Regions from separate parts of the Sus scrofa genome. Here regions 2, 3, 4 and 5 are each linked to region 1. Evidence: chromatin contacts called from public Hi-C, HiChIP or PLAC-seq and promoter capture Hi-C data. All regions are on one chromosome and are shown on one strand. The core of a region is the stretch at or near the end of the contact, and the rest is flanking DNA. Distances in the headings are between cores, read along the strand shown.

The links. Promoter capture Hi-C pulls out the DNA fragments that hold promoters and counts their contacts. A called contact is a pair of places that touch in the nucleus more often than the background predicts. HiChIP or PLAC-seq counts read pairs in DNA pulled down with a chosen protein or histone mark.
Region 2: a contact with region 1 is called in a promoter capture Hi-C map of liver, with 7 times the contacts expected there. The contact joins the promoter of USF3 here to the promoter of ZBTB20 in region 1. A contact is called at or near these places in 2 of 5 promoter capture datasets (fetal liver and liver), 1 of 47 Hi-C or Micro-C datasets (skeletal muscle) and 1 of 2 datasets of contacts at active chromatin or transcription factors (skeletal muscle).
Region 3: a contact with region 1 is called in a Hi-C map of liver, with 7 times the contacts expected there. The contact joins the promoter of NAA50 here to the promoter of ZBTB20 in region 1. A contact is called at or near these places in 2 of 5 promoter capture datasets (fetal liver and liver), 4 of 47 Hi-C or Micro-C datasets (heart right ventricle, liver, mesenteric adipose tissue and 1 more) and 2 of 2 datasets of contacts at active chromatin or transcription factors (alveolar macrophages and skeletal muscle).
Region 4: a contact with region 1 is called in an H3K27ac HiChIP or PLAC-seq map of alveolar macrophages. The contact joins the promoter of ATP6V1A here to the promoter of ZBTB20 in region 1. A contact is called at or near these places in 1 of 5 promoter capture datasets (fetal skeletal muscle) and 1 of 2 datasets of contacts at active chromatin or transcription factors (alveolar macrophages).
Region 5: a contact with region 1 is called in an H3K27ac HiChIP or PLAC-seq map of skeletal muscle, with 4 times the contacts expected there. The contact joins the promoter of QTRT2 here to the promoter of ZBTB20 in region 1. A contact is called at or near these places in 2 of 47 Hi-C or Micro-C datasets (heart right ventricle and skeletal muscle) and 1 of 2 datasets of contacts at active chromatin or transcription factors (skeletal muscle).

Annotation. Positions count from the first base shown.
Region 1 is chr13:144,854,048-144,858,071 of Sscrofa11.1, reverse strand. ZBTB20 (zinc finger and BTB domain-containing protein 20) reads right to left here and starts at 2,251. Exons shown (of 10, transcript XM_021071270.1): 1 at 2,056-2,251; 2 at 1-79.
Region 2 is chr13:146,228,282-146,232,305 of Sscrofa11.1, reverse strand. It overlaps USF3 (upstream transcription factor family member 3), which reads right to left and starts at 2,121. Exons shown (of 7, transcript NM_001244860.1): 1 at 1,862-2,121.
Region 3 is chr13:146,190,933-146,194,956 of Sscrofa11.1, reverse strand. It overlaps NAA50 (N(alpha)-acetyltransferase 50, NatE catalytic subunit), which reads right to left and starts at 1,739. Exons shown (of 5, transcript NM_001244807.1): 1 at 1,438-1,739. The coding sequence starts at 1,445.
Region 4 is chr13:146,163,028-146,167,051 of Sscrofa11.1, reverse strand. It overlaps ATP6V1A (ATPase H+ transporting V1 subunit A), which reads left to right and starts at 1,783. Exons shown (of 14, transcript NM_001004042.1): 1 at 1,783-1,879. The coding sequence starts at 1,795.
Region 5 is chr13:145,877,864-145,881,887 of Sscrofa11.1, reverse strand. QTRT2 (queuine tRNA-ribosyltransferase accessory subunit 2) reads left to right here and starts at 2,026. Exons shown (of 9, transcript XM_005670209.3): 1 at 2,026-2,179. It overlaps CCDC191 (coiled-coil domain-containing protein 191), which reads right to left and starts at 1,925. Exons shown (of 16, transcript XM_021070343.1): 1 at 1,685-1,925. The coding sequence starts at 1,777.

The DNA of each region.
Region 1 (4,024 bases), core at 1,002-3,501:
GCTTTGGAGGTTGGTAGCCAGTTAACTTGTCACCTGATCCTCATATGCAAAAGGCCTTTATTCCACTGGTCTGTGAGATCTGAAATCACAAAACCAAAAATACCCAACTGCTAGATTGACTGAGCAGGTTATTATATTTCTAGAAAACTCACTTTTATTCATCTCACCTTTTATTTGAGCATCATGTATTCTGAGGCCTAAAGCCCTCCAAAATTGAGCTCAAAGGAAATCACATCCCCAGTGTTAAGAATACTTGAGCACTTAACAATGAGTAACAAAGCAATTCTTCAAGGACAATTTCAAAAACTTTCTTGAGAGACTACTCTGAAGAGGGCACAGTAAGTGGTATCACCACACACTATCTGTGCCTCAACTAGATATATTCTGATTAAGAATAACAAGAGCAAACAAGGGCATTAAAAAAATTGAACTTTTCCTAGAAATACAGAACTGCCTAATCAAAAAACAGAAATACAGATAGCCAAAATTGTACTTGTCAAATGTGGGGTTGGGGTGTAGCAGGGTGGAAGACTATAACAATTCCCAAATGACAGCAGAGTACATGGGATTAGGAGCAACAGATAAGAAAATAAATCATTTATGAAACTGTTGATGATAACTGATTAATGTGTAAAGCTTGAGAATTTACAAAGTGGTCCTATTATTCATGGTTTAAAACTTTCAGTGGCAACAAGAACAGCTAACTTTAGAACAGAACTTGTTTGAAAATATTGGGAGAATGAGTGGTCTCTGCTAATTTCCTTAGCTGAAATTTACACATGACCACGCAGTGAGAAAACTGCACTTTAGCGACATTTTGGCTTTTCTTAAGGGTAAGAAGTAGTTAATACAATTTTCACGTGTCTAGAAGATTAACAAGTTTAACTTTGCTTGGGCCAATGGTGATTTTTGAGGCCAGTACTTAACGAACAGGCTTTAATTACTTCCTGGTTCATTCAAATTTTTATTGGAAAACTGTCACCCTGCTACTGACCCCATTCAACTGGGTTCAGCGTTAAGAGATCAGCGGATTACCGTGCTAGGTAGCGTAGCTGTACGCCATATTGTGTTTTTCGCTAATGTTTATAGTTTATGTGTGTGCCTAGCATATGTTTGTGCAAGTGTGTTTATCAATATAACTTTTAGAAAATCCCTTCCTCCTGCCTCTTCAGCATCCTTAAAAAGGATAACAGCTTCGGGAGGGGCGGGGCATGAGGCGGGTGGTGGGAGGTGACCAGAACGCCACCCGGACAGAAATGCATTAAACAATGTAAAAGAGAGTGCGTTTCTTTTAAACTTTCAAAAAGCATCCAACCATTTTATCTCAGCTATGAAAAAGAGCAAACATATTTTAATATTTCCAAAGGGGCCCAAAGGAAGAGAGAAAGAAGGAAAGGTGTGTCTTCCCTTCCCAAGCCCCCTCCTCTACAGTCGCAGCAGCGAAGCAGGCGGCGGCCGGTAGCTCCCGCGTCTTGAGGGGCGTCCAGCGGCTCTGGGGCCAGGACCCCTCCCGCCCCCCAGTTCTCTGAAGACGCTCCAGAGACCGCCAGAGCCACGGCAAGTGGGGAAGGGCGAGGAGGGAGGGGACGGAAGACAAGCGGGCGCCTCTAGCAGCTCCTGAGCCCCGGCTAGTCCCCCTCAGCTCCTCTTCTTGGAAGCGGCAGCTCCAGGCGCGGGGAGTAGAGAGAAGAAGGCAGAAGACACGTTTCCAGCTGCGGGACGCCCCGCCCGCCCTAGGACCCCGGACCCTCCCGCGCTCCCTCCCTCCGCGCCTGGTCGGGCGAGGCCGCCGCAGCCGCTTGGAGCGAGGAGGGGCGCCCGGGGGAAGGGGGCGCGGAGGGGGGACGCCTGGGGGAGGGGGCGTTCGCTTGGCCCGCCAACGGCCCGCGAGCTCGCCACTCTAACTCGCTCCCCCAACCCCACCCCGCGCCCCTCCTTTCCCGTCCCGCCACCCCCAACTCCTAGCGCCTCGCAGACGCCTGGTCCCCCACGGCATGCACACACCCCTCCCTCCCGCCCGCCAGCCCCACAACAAATTAGAGTTTTTGGCGTTACCTCCTCGCGCTCTTTAATCTTCTTTCCTCAACTCCTAAACTTCCCCCGCCCCTACTTCTTCGGCAAAAAGCCCACATTGGCCGCCTCACGCCGCGAACCCTCTATCTTTTCCTACTATTCGGTTTCCCTAATGCCACTCTTGGCTTCAGTGAGCCAATAAGAATGGGACGCCCCTCGTGAAGTTGCCGCCCATAAACAAAATACACTCTTCCTCCTCCCCTCACCTGTCCCCGCCCCCATTGCCTCTTCCCTCATCTCTACCACCTTCGATTGGACTAGAAAAGGCCCAATCCGCTATCTCAGACACCCATTGGGGCACGGAAACTTCGCTCAGAGAACTGTTAACAGGCAATTGGTCAGCAATCTTCCCACTTCCCCCCCACCTCTGCCGCACATTCGCCCACTCTGGAGAGGTCAGTCATATCTCGTTGTTCAGTGATCCGAGAGATGGGATTCTATTGGTTGAGAGAGCCCGTCAGACCGGACTGGAGTGAGCCATGATTGGTCAACACAAACACGATCAAGTGTGGTTGTCTACTCCTCCGATCCTCCTTTTTTTCTCCACGCCCCTGCCCCCTCCCGCCTGCTTTTACTTTCTACGCATTTCTATTTCCTCCTTTATTTATTTATTTGTGATAAACTTAAATGACCCGGCGACGGAGGCGGGACTCGAGACGAGGACGAAGATGACGAGGGACGGCCGGGGGCCAATTGCCGAGGGGGCTGCCGCGTGAGGGGCAGCGGCGTTGGCCAGTGAGAGGCAGGTGTCTGGAGCGCTCTAGGCCTATGGAGCCGGGATGCCCCAGCGGAGGCGGCGGTTACCCGCTGTCTGGCGCGGCAGGCTGGCGGGGGGGTAGCCACGGGAGGCGAGAAGCGGGGTGTCTCTGTCGCCGACAGCTGAGGCGGCAGGAGAAATATGGATGAGGGGCGGTGTGAGAGAAAACGGGAGAGAGGGTCTGCCGAGGCGGCGGCGCTCAAGGCCACGCTGGGTCAGGCTTGATTCCTGAGGAGTGGGGTGCAGGTTGCCAAGCCGGGAGGTCACCAGAGGCCGCTGAAGCAGTGCCAGTGCTCAATGGGAAAATGTGTTCGTTCAGGAGGTTTAGAAAAATACTATGTAAAACAGTTTGGAGTAAGCTGCCCTTAATATAAATGAGGATATTATTCTAGCGGGAAAAGCAGATTACTAAACGCCTGAAGTACCTACGACCCAACCGGAGCCTACAAAATTGAATATCCTGAGGGGTAAACCGAAGGAACAAATAAAGCAACACGGAAAATTAAATGCGGGTCAGATGCTTCAGTAAAACCTTCATCCTCATCCATTTGTCACTCAACATAGCACTTCCCAGAGACATATTCTTACCAAGAGTTGGTCCAGTACCCAGGCATTAGGGGGAAAAAAAAAAAAAAAAAAAAAGAATGAAGCTTAAAGCCGGCAGGAAGCTCAGGAAAGATTCCTAAAAAGGACTAAATGAAAAAATAAATAAATAAATAAATCTGCAGAATAAAAAATTGCCATAATTAGGGAATTCAGAAATAATTTATCACAAAATAAGAGACTTCATTAAGAATGCCATATGTACAAAAATATATTTGCAATGTGAAAATAATTTTTTTTATGGGACATGCTTTTGATGTGTTATTTCCAATAAACTCAAGTCCTCTGAATTTTATCTTAGGCTTCCTTGGGACATCCAGCCTGCCTTAAAGAAAAAATTCATGATACTTGTTAAAGATAGTTAGGCAGACTTTATTCAGGACCATTGAGATAGCTATGGCTAGGATCTTTGCATTTAGATTTTGCAGAACAGGTAGATTGGGCTCACCCTCATGTTTAGAGGGGGTAAGTGGGAACTTTAGCTAAGAAACAAGGTGAGGGTCAGTAGAAGGAAAATTGATAAGAGGAAATATTAGAGGTAAGAGGAAATTTTGGCTAAACCAACCTAGTAGGATTCTTGCTGAAGACAGA
Region 2 (4,024 bases), core at 872-3,371, 1.4 Mb before region 1:
GCAAAAAGACAAAAAAAAAAAAAAAAAAAAAGTATGGGGATGAAAAAGAAAAAAAAAAATCTGTGGCTGAATTCACCCCATATCAAAAGTAAGAGAATCTCTGGAGGGAGCAGCCTGAGCATTAAAATGTAAAAAGCGCATAAGATGATTCTACTATACAGTCCAGACTGAGAATGCTTGGGTTAAAGGATAGAAAGGCAAGGCATGATAGACAGGGTTAAGACCTATGCAGGATTTCAGATCCTGTTTATAAGCAACAATTTTGAGTTGATTGCCTATTGAAGCTTATCTTCTAACCTGAGTTAAACAATCTCAGTTTTCTTAGTGTTTCTTTTCCCTTGTCGACAATACTAAGCTTTGAAAACAGGAAAGCGGCCCATCAATTTCTCTTTCATGTTTCATTAACTGCACGGTCTACGACTTTGGAATATTATTTCCAAGATGTCCCAGAGACAACTCATTTAGCAAGTAATTATTTCAATCCTATGCTGCTCTAAGTCCATGCAATGTGGTGCTTTAATATTAAGGAATGTTCTAGGCAGCATCTATGTCTGGATTTTACAAAACTTTCTTTTAATGTGGAATATAAGACCTATGTATACAAAAGTTATATTGCTTAGACTAGAGCAAAATGTAAGATTAAGTATTCATTTTTTTACACTGCTCCTGAGACAGGATACTGTTCCTGGTTTCAGAAGTGCCATGATTACAAAGTATTTTGCTTATTTTGTAACAAATACTTTTAAAGTACTTCACAAATAAAGGGAAATAACAAATGTATCCAGCATGGCAACTCTGTACCATACTGTCCCGTGTAGGAGGAAAAAGTCATCAAGATGATTAGAGTGTTACAGCCTGTAACACTTCCTTCAAAGAGCAGGTTCGTTTGCTTGCTTGTTTTTCAAGAAGAGTCAATGGTACAAATCGGCTTCAGAATCCTTGTTGCTCAAGGAAGGGTTTATTCAAGAACTCTGTACATTGTTTATAAGTGAACAACTCTCTTTTTTATGCAAACTTAAGTTAATCCAAACTGTCTTGTTTTGTATGGTGTCACGTCAATACATCTACCTAATTGTAAAAATGGCATGAGAACATAAGTTGGAAGCTTCTATTGGGATCCCACATAGAGGTTTGAGCAGTCTCTTATTTCCAGATAAAGTTAATATATTCGAGGGACCATATCCCAGGGTAACTATAGTGGGGGCGAAGGGGGCAGTGAGAATTCGAGAACCCGACAATCACGATGTTAAAAAGAACAAGAGTCCACAAATATTTCCTCATAAATCTAGAACTAAATCTCAAGAGTTGGCCATTCGCTTGACCGCTCCTACTCAGAAAGGAAAAGAAAAGCTTCTAGAAAGAAGACGCAACTCTCGACATAGGGGTGAGAGTTAAAAAGCAAGTCACATGAGTCTGACCAGTGGGTCCGAAGGAAATTCGGAAGGCAAGGAAAGAGGGAATGAGGAGACAGGAAAAGGTGAAGGAGGCAGGCAAAGGCCATCCGGTGTGAACCTGGATGCCCAGCTCTTTATGCACCCGGGGCAGCGTGGAGCCTCCTTCGCCTCGCGCGCATCTGGGGGTCGCGCCGCAGCGCAAGCCCCTCACGGGCCCGGCACCAGGGGGCAGGGGAACCGGTAGGTCGGGGAGAAGAGGGGCGCGCGCACCTTCCGCGCTCGCGCCCCACAAGGCTCTGCACGCAGGGGTCCCCAGGAAGAAGGCACACTTTGCGCAGCCTTCGCCTCCGGGAGCAGGGAGGGGGTGGGTGGAGCAGAGCCCGGAGCCGCCCCCCGGAGCCGCCCCCGCTGCCCCGGCCTCCGCCCCCCGCCCCGGCTGTCAGCGGCCCCCTCCCGCAGTCACTCACCCGCGGGCTGCGTGGTCTCGGCCGCGGCGGCGGCGGCTGCGACCTCCGCCTGGGTCATGATCCCAAGCGGGTTCGGCAGGAGTGTCCGACCGCCCGGGCGAATCTCTCCGTCCGCGGCCGCCGCCTGCTCCTCTGGGGCTGGGGGAGCGCGGGCCCAAGCCCTCCTCTCCCCCCGCCCCGCCACCTCTTCCTGCGGCCACCGCCGCCGCTGCGAGCCCGAGCCCTCAAGGCCGGAGACCCGGCGGCAGCGCGGCCTCAACTTTCCCAGCCCCCCTCCCCCCGCCCCTCCCCGTCCCTCCCCACCCCTCCCGCGGCTGCCGCTCGACACGTGAACAGCCTACCCTGGATGCACTGCGGTCCCGCCCCTGCCACTCAGCCCACCAACCGGACCCCGGGGAGGCTGCAGTGGTAGCCAATCAGAACCCGAAACGCCGTTGCGCTATGCTAGAGGGCGGGAGGAGGTGGAGGGAAAACTGAAGAGCGAACGGGCTTCGGGCCGCCCAATGAGGAGGACCGGGCTGAGGGGCGGGGGGCGGGAGGTGTACAAGTTGGGTTGAAGGGACAGGAAATATTCTTAAGGGTAGAGTGATGAGCAGGACGGAAAGCCAGTAGGTGAATGGGAAAGAGGTGGGCCTGGTTCCTTAAAGGGGACGCCTTGAGAACCTAGAAAAGGGTGTTTTAAGAAACTTCTTTGTATATCCTGTTCTCTGGTCTGCTTTCCACGTCTTTAGTAGGAGTTTGGAAGAGGAAAAACTGACAAGGAAGAGGGCAAGGAAGGCTTGCAAGGACGATTAGAGAGCTTCTCTTAGCCTGGAGAACAGGAAGGCGGAATGTGTTGCCTCGTAACCGGAGGTGGGGAAGAAAGAAGAGAATGCAGACGTCTCCGACAGCCTTTTCACTGGAAGATTGTTGTCGACCTGACACTACTCAGATTTGTTGGCTGTGGTTATCTGTCATTTTTCATTTGCCACAAAGACAGATTCCTGCGAACCGTGTTCAGAAATGTCCCGAGGGCCTTCTAGCTGGGGGAAGAGAGTATGTGGCGTTAAGAGATGGGGTTTGGAAGTTCAAGCTTGTGTTCCTAGAGACCTAGATCTGGGAGGTAGAGCCGCAGGTGTTAGAATGGAGACCTGAGGGTCCTCATGGGTTTGGGATCCCGGAACCGTGATCACAACTCCCTTTTCCTGGTGTCATTTGATACTTCATAACCCCTCCTCTCCCGAAACAGGTGTCCTCCACCTAGTGGTGGCGAAAGATTTCCACGTGTTACCACCACCAGATTTGGAAATGTCCCAGATCTTTACTAGTCCAGGGGCTAGACCAGGTAATTTCTAGAAGGTGCATACAGAGCATATGGCATAGTGAGCCTGTGTACAGAGGAAGCTGACCTTGTACTGGGGGAAACTGTGAAGTTAAATAGTAACTGCATATTACGTCTGTACAGCATTTGAAAAGCTATGATGAAACAGAAGGTCGTTAGTGTTACTTATAAGTGATGGCACTATAAACAGTCTGGAAATTTTCTTTACATCTTGCATCTCAGCATATGACCTTCTAATTAACCTCTGAATGCATTTGGCACACTCAAAGCTGCAGAGTGAGAAAGACCCTAGGGTTTGGAGCCTGATAGTAATGCTAATATAGCATCTCCAAGAAATTGAATAGTATTAGCATGTCTAGCTGTAGGAAATAATTTCCACCGTGATCAGAGTATAAGGTATTCTGGAGTTCCCGTCATGGCTCAGTGGTTAACGAACCCGCCTAGTATCCATGATGGGCTGGATCCCTGGCCTTGCTCAGTGGGTTAAGGATCCAGCGTTGCCCTGAGCTGTGGTGTAAGTCCCAGACGCTGCTCGGATCCCGCGTTGCTGTGGCTCTGGCATAGGACGGCAGCCACAGCTCCGATTAGACCCCTAGCCTGGGAACGTCCATATGCCGTGGGTGAGGCCCCAGAAAAGACAAAAAAAAAAAAAAAAAAAAAAAAAAAAAATATATATATATATATATATATATATATGGTATTCTGGCTTAAAAGTTATTCTGGTTAGTAAATATCATATCTAGGGGATGTATGATTTTTCTAAACAACTAGAATGCCTTGAGCTAAAGTAAAATAACACATATAGTTTTGATGGTTCAGAAAACAGACTTTGAGTTTCTTTG
Region 3 (4,024 bases), core at 490-2,989, 1.3 Mb before region 1:
AACACCAGGAACTCTTCAACCTCATTTTTATTACTTTAACAAATACAAATAAGTATTGAGTGGTACAGACAGTATCTATACTCGGGAAAAAAGGAAAAATCTCGCCAAGTTGTACTGGATCATACATAAAATAGCCAAACTTCTAAATCATGATTCAAGTGCAGCACATGCTTCCAATATCTCTCAATCAGTATCCTAATTGGAACACTTCAGAACCTGATGAGAAATAATGCAGGTACTGTGAAATTTTCATGATTTCTAAACTTTAACCCCAAACATGCAATTCGACATCACAATATTTAAAGTAAAATCAGAGTAAGGAATCACATTACAATCCTTGGGTCAAATTTAACTTTCTTGGACCTCTTCTGCGACCTCAAACACATATATACACCGAAGAAATATTTACACCCTTGTTTTAGACAGTATGACTCTGAACGCTGACTTTTATTTCATCCTCAAAAGGGGTGCTGAATAATTTGAAAGGTTCCTTAACCCAAAACACAGTTCTTTAACTGACTTGCTATAACAGAAAAAACTCAGGCATCTCAGAAAGGTTTTAATATTGCTAAGATTTCATTTCTTTCTCTAAGGAGGGTAAAGGCAAAACAGCTTGGTCACTATTTTAAAACACCGTGTTATGTAATGAATACTTCAACAATAAGCAATTTAATAGAGTAAGGTGACAGCTTATTCAAATAGAAATAGTCGAAGAGAAACCATCCTTTACTTTATCCAAGAGGGAGACTGTGAAAGTATATTAACTTTGCCAAGCACCTGAAGAAAGCTTCCAAGGACCCCCCTCAAGGCACTGGGGCAAGAGTAAACTCCTGCAGCAATAGCTCCACCTACTGATCAACAATACTTCCTTGAACATTCTGGCACCCCAAGTCTACAGTGCTCGCGCTCTCCCCCTCCTCCACTCGCTCTGACCCAACCCAAATCCAGTTGAGTCACTAGCTTTTAATACTCATCTCCATGCTTTTTATTTAAATTCCTTCTCCTTCCAGAAGCTTCTGCATCGCTTCCAAGTACAAATAAGCCCGAAAGATGTCAAAGACCACAGTTCTCAGTGTGGAGCCTGGATCTGATGAGGACAACCAGACCACTCCACTCGAGTCGCGGGCCGGGGGTGGCTATGCCGTCCGCTCCCAGACAGGAGGCCACAGGCGCCTCACAAGAGCTCGTCCCCTCTGCCCCAGCAAGATCTGGTTTCCACTTAACCCACATTCGTCCTCTGGGCCCAAATTCTGGGTTCCCCGGGTTTTGCTTCTGCTGGCCCTTCAGCCCGCCAACAGCCCGCGCCGAGCCTCCGCCCCCTCCGTGAGCAGAGAATCCCACAAACCTCCCTCCGCCAGGTCCTGGCCCAGAATCTCTCACTTCCTTCGCAGCCCCTCTCTCCCGCCGGTCGGGCCCTGTCTGGCTGCCCTTCCTCACCCTTTCATCTTCCCCGCCTGCTGAGGCCGTTGTTACCACCGATATCAACGCCGTTGTCGTCGCCGCCCTGAGCTCTCCGCGCCCTCAGCTCGGGCCACTCAACCCCACAAGCCGACCTCCTCGCCTAGGGCAGGGAGCTGAGCTGTTGACGGAGGCCGCGAGATTCGAGCGCAGCCCTGCGTCTCCAGAGGGGGCGGCGGTGCGTCCTGCCGCCGTGCCGGTGCCGCCACTTCTCCACACGTGCACACGGAGCAGTCGCCTCCCTCCTGCCGCCGCCGCCAGCCAGACTCGCCGCCGCGCTGTGACCTTTCACCCCGCCCCCTCTGCGCGCCGGCGCGTCGGCCGTCTCGCGCGCAGGCGCACTTCAGATCTTTCCGTACCCTTCCCCCTCCACTTCAGAACCTCCATCTTTTACTGGGTTCCGCCTTCTGGCGTCATCCTTCTCCTCCTGTCCCTTGCAACACAACTTGTGGGGCTTGCTGGGTCGGCCCTGGCGGTAAAATCCAGATTTTTTCCACCCCTCCCTTTCCTCTTCCACTTCAAATAGATCAGTCTTCTTCCTCTGTTCTTTCCAGTTGATAGTCTCCAGTATGAACTTCAGACGGGCCTGTCTCCTAATATTTTATAAAACTGGTTCTTCTTAATGTAAAGAAGCTTATGGAATACTTAGATGAGGTGCTTTTAAGACAAATAATTGTAATTGATAATTGGCTGGATAACTTGGCTTGCGTCCAGCATGTTTCAAGTTTTCATGTCACGTGACTACCCCAAACCCTCAAGCCTGTGATTCTACCTGCGGGCCCCAGGAGAACGGAACTCCATCGCCATTTCCGGTCCTTAGACCTCGGCGGTGAACGTCACTTCCTTAGCAATGCACTTTAACCCGTTCCACCCACGTCTTCTCCGTTGTACTTTACAAACATAATCTTTGTGAACACTTTCGTTTTTCCCTAACATCTAATGGCAAGAAAATTACTGTTCAAACGATCCGAAAAAATACAGGCCCACGAGATGCAGTGAGCCTGGCTAGGGAGGACTGGGCGGAGCTCGAGGTCACGTGACTCTAGGCCCGCCCCCTTCTCTGCAGCTGAAGACTTCCCCTCCCACAGTGACAGAGCCTCTGGGTCGGTCGGTGTCGGTACACTTTTTGCACCTCGCGCCCGGGCAGGTGAGCGGCGACCGGTAACCGGCGGCTGGTGGGGCTAGAAGGAGTGGGAGGAGGAAGAGAAAGCAGCGTGTGCATGGTGGCTTCTCCTTTTCAGGGCTTCCTCCTCGCTGTCATCCTGCATTGGCGAGGAGCTTATTTCTCCAGTTATCTTGACCCTTGCTCCCCCACTGTGGTCGCCCCTGCAACCTAGGGGTTGGGACGTCCACCTTTCCCACGGTTGGGGGTGAGTGCGGCCATTGTGGTTACCCATTCGGACTCTTCGGGGCTTCGGGTATTGGGATTGGTTCAGGCATTCCTCGGTGTCTGCAGTAGTCTCCAGGTCTGAATCCCCAAAACCCATTCTTTGGCAGAGGCCTTGCATGGTCTTTACATTCAGCCCTAGGCTGGGGAGCGGGAGGTAGGACAAACCCTGGAGGCAGAGGCGTCTCCTGCGAGACAGGCTTGGGAGAGAATGTCACCAATGTGGCCCTCATTGCGGAGTCACTGTAAAGCTTGCTTCCAAATGTGCATTCTCTGTAATTGAGTTTTTATCTGACATCCCTGCAAGGGTTGTTTTAAAGATGTTTGCAAGCGTTGAATGGGTCTGGAAAGGTAAAAGGTGGCCTTTTACCTTTCTCTTCTCTGATGTTACAGTGCAGAAAGGGAAAGGACAGTTGAAAGAATAAATATATACTAGGTTCAAAACAGAAAGTGCTGATAATGCTACAGTCTCGATTGAATGGGGAGATGTTGAAAGATGGTGTTGCCGGGATCATGGTCTGCGGATACCCAGGCTAGCTTTAGGAAACGTGATTTCCCAGGAAAGGAAGTAATTCAGAAACTGACTGGGCTAGAAAGATTAAAACCAAATGTATTTGACCATAAACTTAAAGGTAAAGAGGTTAAGTCAAGATGGTTTCTGCCTTTGAGGTCCTCTTTCCATTTTCCCCTAAAATCCTACTTAATCACCACTCCTTTGACTAGTGGTAAATTTATATTAGGTAGCATTTGTGTCCCTCCTTAGCTTTCCCTATTTTAATTTATTTATTTATTTTTTTACTTTTTTTTTTTGTCTTTTTGCTATTTCTTTGGGCCGCTCCCACGGCATATGGAGGTTCCCAGGCTAGGGGTCGAATCGGAGCTGTAGCCACCGGCCTTTGCCAGAGCCACAGCAACGCCAGATCCCAGCGGTGTCTGCAACCTACACCACAGCTCACGGCAACGCCGGATCGTTAACCCACTGAGCAAGAGCAGGGACCGAACCCGCAACCTCATGGTTCCCAGTCGGATTCGTTAACCACTGCACCACGACGGGAACTCCAGCTTTCCCTATTTTTAAAACTCTAGGTGACTTTTTCAGATTTTGATGGATAGTATTTTGTGAAAATACAGAAATGATTTTGTTTAGGTTTTGCCTAACCCTGTATACTCCCATTTCAT
Region 4 (4,024 bases), core at 534-3,033, 1.3 Mb before region 1:
AAAATCAGTGTAGAAAGAGATCCAGGGTCTTTTGGAAGTCAGATTCATTGCCATCTTGGTTTCAGCTGGTTCTATCCAGCTTTTGTTTTTCTCTTCCTTTCGTTTCCTTTCTTTATGTCCAGACCTTGTGACTTAAAAGATAATGTTAGTTCCTCTTCAGGGGAAGGGTTGGTAAGTTTTGAGCAAGAGTCCGATGGCAACTCTGGCGACACATTGACATTCAACCCATGCCTTTCAGCTTACCATGCCTGCATCCCCTCCCCTACTTTGGTAGATTAATTAAACATCATTCTCCTAACAGTTCTTCCTCAAGCTTTTATTTCCTATTGTTTGTAGGATAAAGTCATTTCAAGACCCACAAATTAGTCTCTCCACCTTTACATTATTATTTCTCACTCTTGCGTTAGCATAAATCTTTTATTCCAGTCAGGCTAGTCTGTTAACTGTTCCTGAAATTTTCCCATTTTCCATTCTTGTCATTTCCCCACCTGGGATGCTTTTGCCGTCCTTCTTAGTTTATGCTCACTCTACCTGACCTTTAAGATGTCTTCCTTGAACATCCTAATCTTTGAACTTAAATATTATTTAATGTTTTATTGCGTATTGATTCGTGACCCTTACTTTATGGTTATTTGGACATACTGTTTAGCTTTTCTATGCACATATACTTATTTATCTCCTTTATTAAATACCAGTAGTTATTAAGCTATACCATAAGTTACAAAGAAACTTTCTACTGTGGTATTTGTGACCAGTTTTCTATTTGGACTTGGACTTGTTCTTTGGGTTTTTCAGATTGCACCTCTATACTTTATAGTACTTTATAGAGAAGTTGAACCAAATTCCTTAAACTGTTCTGTGTTGTGCTTTTTTAAAAAAGGAAGGAAAAAAGAAAAGGGGAAAATGATCCCAGGAATATTTTGTATACATTTAAAAATTTAATGTAAGGTAATTTGTTAGATGGTTAAAAAAATAATAAAAGCAGGGAAGGAGGGAAGTATGTTGTGATTTTAAGTAGATGGGCAGATAGGCAGAGAAACCTTGGGGGTGGGGGTGGGGGAGGTTGACTAAAGACCTGAAGGAGGTATAGGAGCTGACATCTGGGAGAAGAGTATTCTGATAGAAGGAACAACATGTACAAAGTTTAGAGAAATGGCAGAGTTCAGTGTTTATGCAGCATGACTAAAAGGAAGAGTAGTTAGATGAGGTCAGAGAGATAATCAGCTAGAGTAGCTAGATCAGCTACTGGAAAGACTTTACATAGTTTGTTATACTCCTTGGAATTTTCTATGGAGTACCTTGTGTTAAGATATATAATTCTGGGGTTCCTGTCTTCGTGGCACAGTGGAAATGAATCCGACTAGGAACTATGAGGTTGCAGGTTTGGTCCCTGGCCTCGATCAGTGGGTTAAGGATCCGGCATTGCCATGAGCTGTGGTATAGGTCGCAGACACGGCTTGGATCTTGCATTGCTGTGGCTGTGGCGTAAACTGGTGGTTACAGCTCCGATTAGACCCCTAGCCTGGGAACCTCCATATGCCACAGGTGCAGCCCTAAAAAGACAAATATATATATATATATATGACAAATATATATATATGAAATTCTGAATTTTAATAACTGTGGGCCATCCAGGAATGAAGTACTTTACCCAAATCTTAAGAATTTTGTTATATTTTACTTGACAGAAGTAGTGGTAACTCAAGAATACACCAAAGTGCAGCACCTATATTGGTTCTTTTGCTTTAAGACTTGTACTTATAACTTAATTTTTTTTTCTATAGGTAAATTAACATGATGGATTTCTCCAAGCTACCCAAAATACTTGATGAAGATAAAGAAAGCACATTTGGTTATGTGCATGGGGTGTCAGGACCTGGTAAGTAATACATAATAATCTCAATAGTAAAAATTCCTAACGTCAGTTAATGTCTGTTCAAGGTGTTTTAGGCAGAAATGCAGAAGTTTCTATTCCCCTACATAAGTTCTGCCTATCCTTAAAAGATTTCATAGCTGCTGTAAGACTGAGATAATATGGAAATCATAAGGGCTCCTGTAACATTTATTATCTAAATTTGGTTATTGCTTTGCTACTGATTTGTAATATTTATTATGTAAATGTATATTGGTGTTATGTCTTAATTTTTTTTTTGTTAAATCAGTTTAAAAAGCTGTAAAATTTACAGGTTTTAGTATGTGATACCTAAATATCTGTTAAAAATTTACAGGTTTTAGTATGTGATACCTAAATATCTGTTAATGTGGTTTGAATTTTAATAATTGCTTTCAGAGCATTTCTCAGAAATATCAACCTTGGCTCTTTGCATGTATAAATCCTTCCGAATGGTTCTTTCAGATATCACGTAACTAGCTACTTGTGGGAAAATAGTCTTAGGATATGATAATGAGAATGGAAAGCAGTTTATGTTTGCTTTGCCTATATGTGGAGTACTGCATTTTATTTTTTTATTAATTTTCTTTTTTTAATACTCAAATAAATTTATCACATCTCTAGTTGTATAATGATCATAACAATCTAATTTCACAGGATTTCCATCCCACAGCCCAAGCACATATCCCCAACCCCCAAACTGTCTCCTCCAGAGACCATAAGTGTTTCAATGTCTGTGAGTCAGCATCTGTTCTGCAAAGAAGTTCATTGTGTCCTTTTTTCAGATTCCACTTGTCAGTGAAGGCATTTGATGTTGGTGTCTCATTGTATGGCTGACTTCACTTAGCATGATAATTTCTAGGTCCATCCATGTTGCTAAAAATGCCGGTATTTCATTCTTTTTAATGGCTGAGTAATATTCCATTGTGTATATGTACCACATCTTCTTGATCCACTCCTCCATCGATGGACATGTAGGTTGTTTCCATGTTTTGGCTATTGTAAATAGTGCTGCAATGAACATCGGAGTACATGTGTCTTTGCAAGTTGTGGTTTTCTCTGGATAGATGCCCAGGAGTGGGATTGCTGGATCAAATTGTAATCCTATTCTTAGTCTTCTGAGACATCTCCATACTGTTTTTCCACAGTGGTTGCACCAATTTACAATCCCACCAACAGTGTACTAGGGTTCCTTTTTCTCCACACCCTCTCCAGACTTTTTGATGATGGCCATTCTGGCTGGTGTAAGGTGGTACCTCAGAGTGGTTTTGATTTGCACTTCTCTAATAATGAGTGATGTTGAACATCTTTTCATGTGTTTTTTGGCCATCCGTATGTCTTCTTTGGAGAACTGTCTGTTTAGATCTTCTGCCCACTTTTTGATGGGGTTGTCTGTTTTTTTGGTATGGAGCTGCAGAAGGTGTTGGAGTACTGCATTTTAAATAATGATTCTCAGAGTTCCTGCTGTGGTACAACAGTATCAACAGCATTTCTGCAGGGCTGGGACACAGGTTCAATCCCTGGTCAGCATAGTAGGTTAAGTATCCGGCGTTGCCGCAGCTGCGGCTTAGGTCCCCATATGCCACAGAGTGACCAAAAAAGGAAAAAATAATAATCATAATAACAATGATTCTTGTTCTGGTATTCATTTTGTTATTCAATACTTCCACTGCAAAATGTGATTCACAGTTTCCTGGGTAAAACCTGCTCATTGATTTGTAATCCTCAGAGGCATGGAAATTCATTTTTCCTTATGTCTTTTTTATAGACCTCATGTTAGTCTTATTCTTGTTCAAATCATAGTGGAGGTGATGACCCTTTTTTGTTAGTGCAAATGAAGACTGTCAGTCACCATGCTTCTTGTTTCTCCTTAAGAACCTTCTACTGCTTAGAACTTGGTGTTTGAGCTTGAACTTATTGGTAAATAGTATATTTTGCTGCTTTCAATCTCTTTGGCCATTTCAGAGAAGCAGTTTTCCCCCTTGATGATCGTAAGGTCTTTAGGAGAGATCATAAGGGCTACTACACACAACAACATTTAGGGAAGTGCCAAAAGAACACTATCAAAGAGTTTAGGTAAAAATAGTTTTCTGAAACTTGTAGTAAACTGCTCCTGGAACCTATTTATTTATT
Region 5 (4,024 bases), core at 777-3,276, 1.0 Mb before region 1:
GGGTTAAGATCAAAATGCCACATATAATATTCCTTATAAAAATCTAAACAAGCACTGATTAAATTAACCTGATTATTCAAGTGTTATGGAAGCAAATCTGCTTGGAGAAGGTATGCACTTCTCCTCAGGCCCATCTTTTCAGGAGCAGGGAGGGGGAGGGGGTTGAGGGTAGAGGAAGGGATAACCAATCTTCCACTGTTTAATAAATCAGTAAAGAGGCAGAAATCACATAAATTTCTATCCAGGCCAATCAGATATTCATCTTAAATTAGAAATCAGACCAACAGAACACCGCCTTTCTTCACTCTCTTAACCCTCAGAAGTTGCAGAATTCCCTCTGTTAGTCACTTAACAAACAGAAGTATTTGCTTTGCTAACAATTCAGGAGGGTTTTTAAAGAAGGGAATAACTAGCATACTGACACATGGGGAGGGAAAGGTATAATACTCTTTCACTTACATAACACTTCCCCTTCAAAAGACCTTACAGATAACTAATTAATGCACCTGTACTGCTGAATAATTTTGCCACTGCAACAAATAAACAGCTGATCCTATTAAAGCACAACTGACCTTCAAAGAGCTCTAGTGTTTTTATCTTTCCTCTAGGTAGTAACAATGAGCACTAGCAACATAAATCTTTCCTTTTGGGGTCCCCAAAATTGTCCTCAGTTTTTAACCTTTCATTAAGTTTATATCTATAACCTATTTTGGATCCAATCCATTACAGAACTGGTACAACAAGAGCAGAGGGTTTCCAACTCTCTCTAATGCTCCATTCTGCACCCTCCAGTATCCGGGGCAAAATATTCACCAAGTGGAATATATCCAGTGCTTTATTTAAGTGGTATATTTAGAATAAAGCAGCAAGCACTATTGCCTGGGGGCTCAGAAAGGCCACATGTCTATAAGATATATTTTTAAGAAAGTGTAACTGATCGGTGAAAACAGCTGTGAAGCCACTCCATTTGGCACTTCCATTTACATTTAAAGCATTTATTTTTGTGACGGTTAAAAAGGTAGTCTGTGGAAAGCACATACCCTGTGACTGTGACTTTGCACATGTCATTTACACGTTTCAAGTTAAGTGGGGTTATTAGTTGGATGAAAATACATCAAAGGGGATGACATATAAAATAGGATCTGTTTTTTGATTGTTGCTTGAATTTAGAGATTTTCAAGTGATACATTCAATAACCACTTGCATTCCTGAGTTCATCGTAGCTACTCTGTGTAAACCTAGAAGGGGAGGGATATGACAGAGAGGACTTAAGGTGAAGATCTTATCCCTTCAAAAAAGAACAATTTCCTACGACTTGCAAAACATAGGAGGCGGAAATGTAACCTTGAGGGAACTTCCCTAAAACCTGGAGCGGTGGGGAGAGGGAATGGTTCTCGAATTCTCTTCAGCAGGATGGGCACAACTGGGACTCCATGTTTTTTGAGAAAACCGTTTAGATGGAAAGAGTTTTTCCAAGACGCTGCCCACCCAAGTCGTAAGGTACCCGAACCCCAAAGTTCCTGGGCCCCCTTCACTTAGGACATTACTGGCTGGGTCGGTCATGGCGGGGACGGGCCAAGTAAGGATGCCCCTTAGGGAAGAAGAACGAAGCGCAGACGGGGCTTCAGGGCGGGTTCCCGCCTCCCCTCCCCGTCTCCAAGAGCTCCCAATACAGACAGATCACCTTGGTGGGACTCGGCTTCCTTGTAAACTGTTTCCAACGATTCAGCCCCGTCCCCTTCTTTGAAGAGGACCTTTCCTGGGGCGTCAGCAGCATTTCCCCGGTTCAGGCCCGGACTTGAGCCAAAGCTGCAACAAACGCTCCTTAACTTAGGTTGCTTCCAGGTCTCTCTGGGAGTTGTAGTTCCTCAGCCCACAAAGAAGGCAAGTGTGGGGCGCCGCCGAACCACCACTCCCATGAGGCTTTGCGATGGGGGAATGAGTCTGCTCAGTTACCCATGGCAACGGCAGCGGTCCCTAGGCCTTCCAGTCACAGGAGCTCGCTTTGCTGTTACCTTTGCCTTTTCCTGGCGCTCTGTGATGACGCAATGCCCCTTGATTGGCTCTGCCTCGGAGGCGGTGGTTTAGGGGGCCGAGAATTCTGCAAGCCGGACACGTGGTAGCCAACCGCGAGGAGTTGAGGGGGATTTCCACCCTAGAAAAGTTGGGCGGTTTGCAGGTAAGTGCCCTCTTTCCTTGTTGGTGTCGGGGATGCTACGAGTGAGTAGGGCTGAAACGAGAGTGTCACGTCTCGCCCAGACTCTTCCTGGTTGTGTTGCTGTAACAGTGATTGTAGTCCCGCCATGTCTCTTTCATTTTTCGGGGTCTTCTGGTTGATCCTAGCTTCTGTAAGTCCAGATTCTCCCAAATCGTGTGAGCTTCACCGCTTCTATGAGAGAAAACTGTCTTCTTTCTACTGACCTCTGCTTAAGGGTCAAGTTCTCATGTAGAAGTTTTTTCTACACTGCCTAGGATCTTGGGAGCGTTGGACTGAACTCAGATACCTGAGCTAAGTGCCTCTTGAGGTCTGGTACTCCAGGAAATGCCCAATGGAGTGAAGATAAATATATGGTTATTGGCTGAGCCTCCAGGGACAGTCTATGCTGGGATAAGCGGGTTCATAAGGCAAAGTAGAGATTTAGAGCTGGAGCTTTGGGCCTAACTACTTTGTAGTTGTATGACTTTAGGCAGCTTGGATCCTAGATTTTTTCATCCGCAAAATGGGAGCTATACTACCTAAATCATTAGGGTGTGGTAACCATTTAAAAATCAGTCAGAAATCAGAACTCTGCCAGAACATGTAAACTGAAGTAGACGAGATTTGTGAAAAAGATCTGTGAGGGAATCTGTGCCCTCAGACTATTATAACAATCATGAGTCCTGCTTGAGTATTCATCAGAAACCTTATGGATGATTAAACTGTGTTACATCAAAACTGTCCAGTATCATGAAATAGTTATTTTAAAAGGGTAGGTTAAGCTTTGTATCTCTTCTTTAGGAAAAATATCCATTGTGAATTCCCAAGAGAAAAGTGAATTGCAGAAAAGTGCTTACAGTATAGTATGTTTGCATTTTTTATTGAAGAACATCCTTTCTCATATACAAGTATATTTAAATATTTGTGTTACTATAAGAGAAGGGTTGTACAGGCTGGGAGGGTGGATAGATGCAGAGAAGTGAGATGGGGGAAATATGAACCATAATAACAATATAGCAAAATGGAAAACAATTAAAATTGTATCTTAACATTACATTTAATATGTAGAGGGTTGCATATATTTTTGGACAAGATGGGATTTCTAATAGACTATCAGCCTGTTAGATTACAGCCTTTAAAGCCAGACTTCTATGATTTAAGCCCTGGCTCTTCCACTTTGTAAATGGTGGCTTTTTTTAGCCTCAGTCTCCTCTTCTGTAAAGGCACATAATGATAACCTCTGCCTTAGGTTGACATGACAGTAAGCATTAGAGGAGTTAATATGTGAAGAACAATACCTGATACATAGTAAACACCCAATAAATGTTGTTACTGTTGTTGTGTCTTTAAATAGGTGAAACTAATTTAACTTGTTTTGTGATGGCTGACATATTTGGACTTCCATTTTATTTTGTATTTTCTATTTTTTATGTGCTTTTGGTCTCTTTTCCTCTTTCTTGCCCTTAAGAATTAACCAGTTTTTCTTATCCTTCTGTGCCCCTCCCCATCGGGTTTGGGAATGATCCATTGTCAGTAATCTTTCAGTGGTTACTTAAAAGTTTTTAGCACACATACTTAAAGCTTAAAGTACTCATGAACTCTCTCCTCCTCCCAAATAGTGTAAGGATTTTAGAATGCTCTACCACTGAATGAATAGTCTCTTCTTTATCTTTTGTTACTGATGTCTAGAATTTTAGTTCCTCTTTTCTGTAAGTCTTTCTTAGTCAGCTTAGTGCACTGTATTGTTTATAAGTCCTTCAGTTTTTTGTATTCATATACAGAGTGTAGAGTATGTAATTGTGTGTGCATATTTATAAGTATATGTAT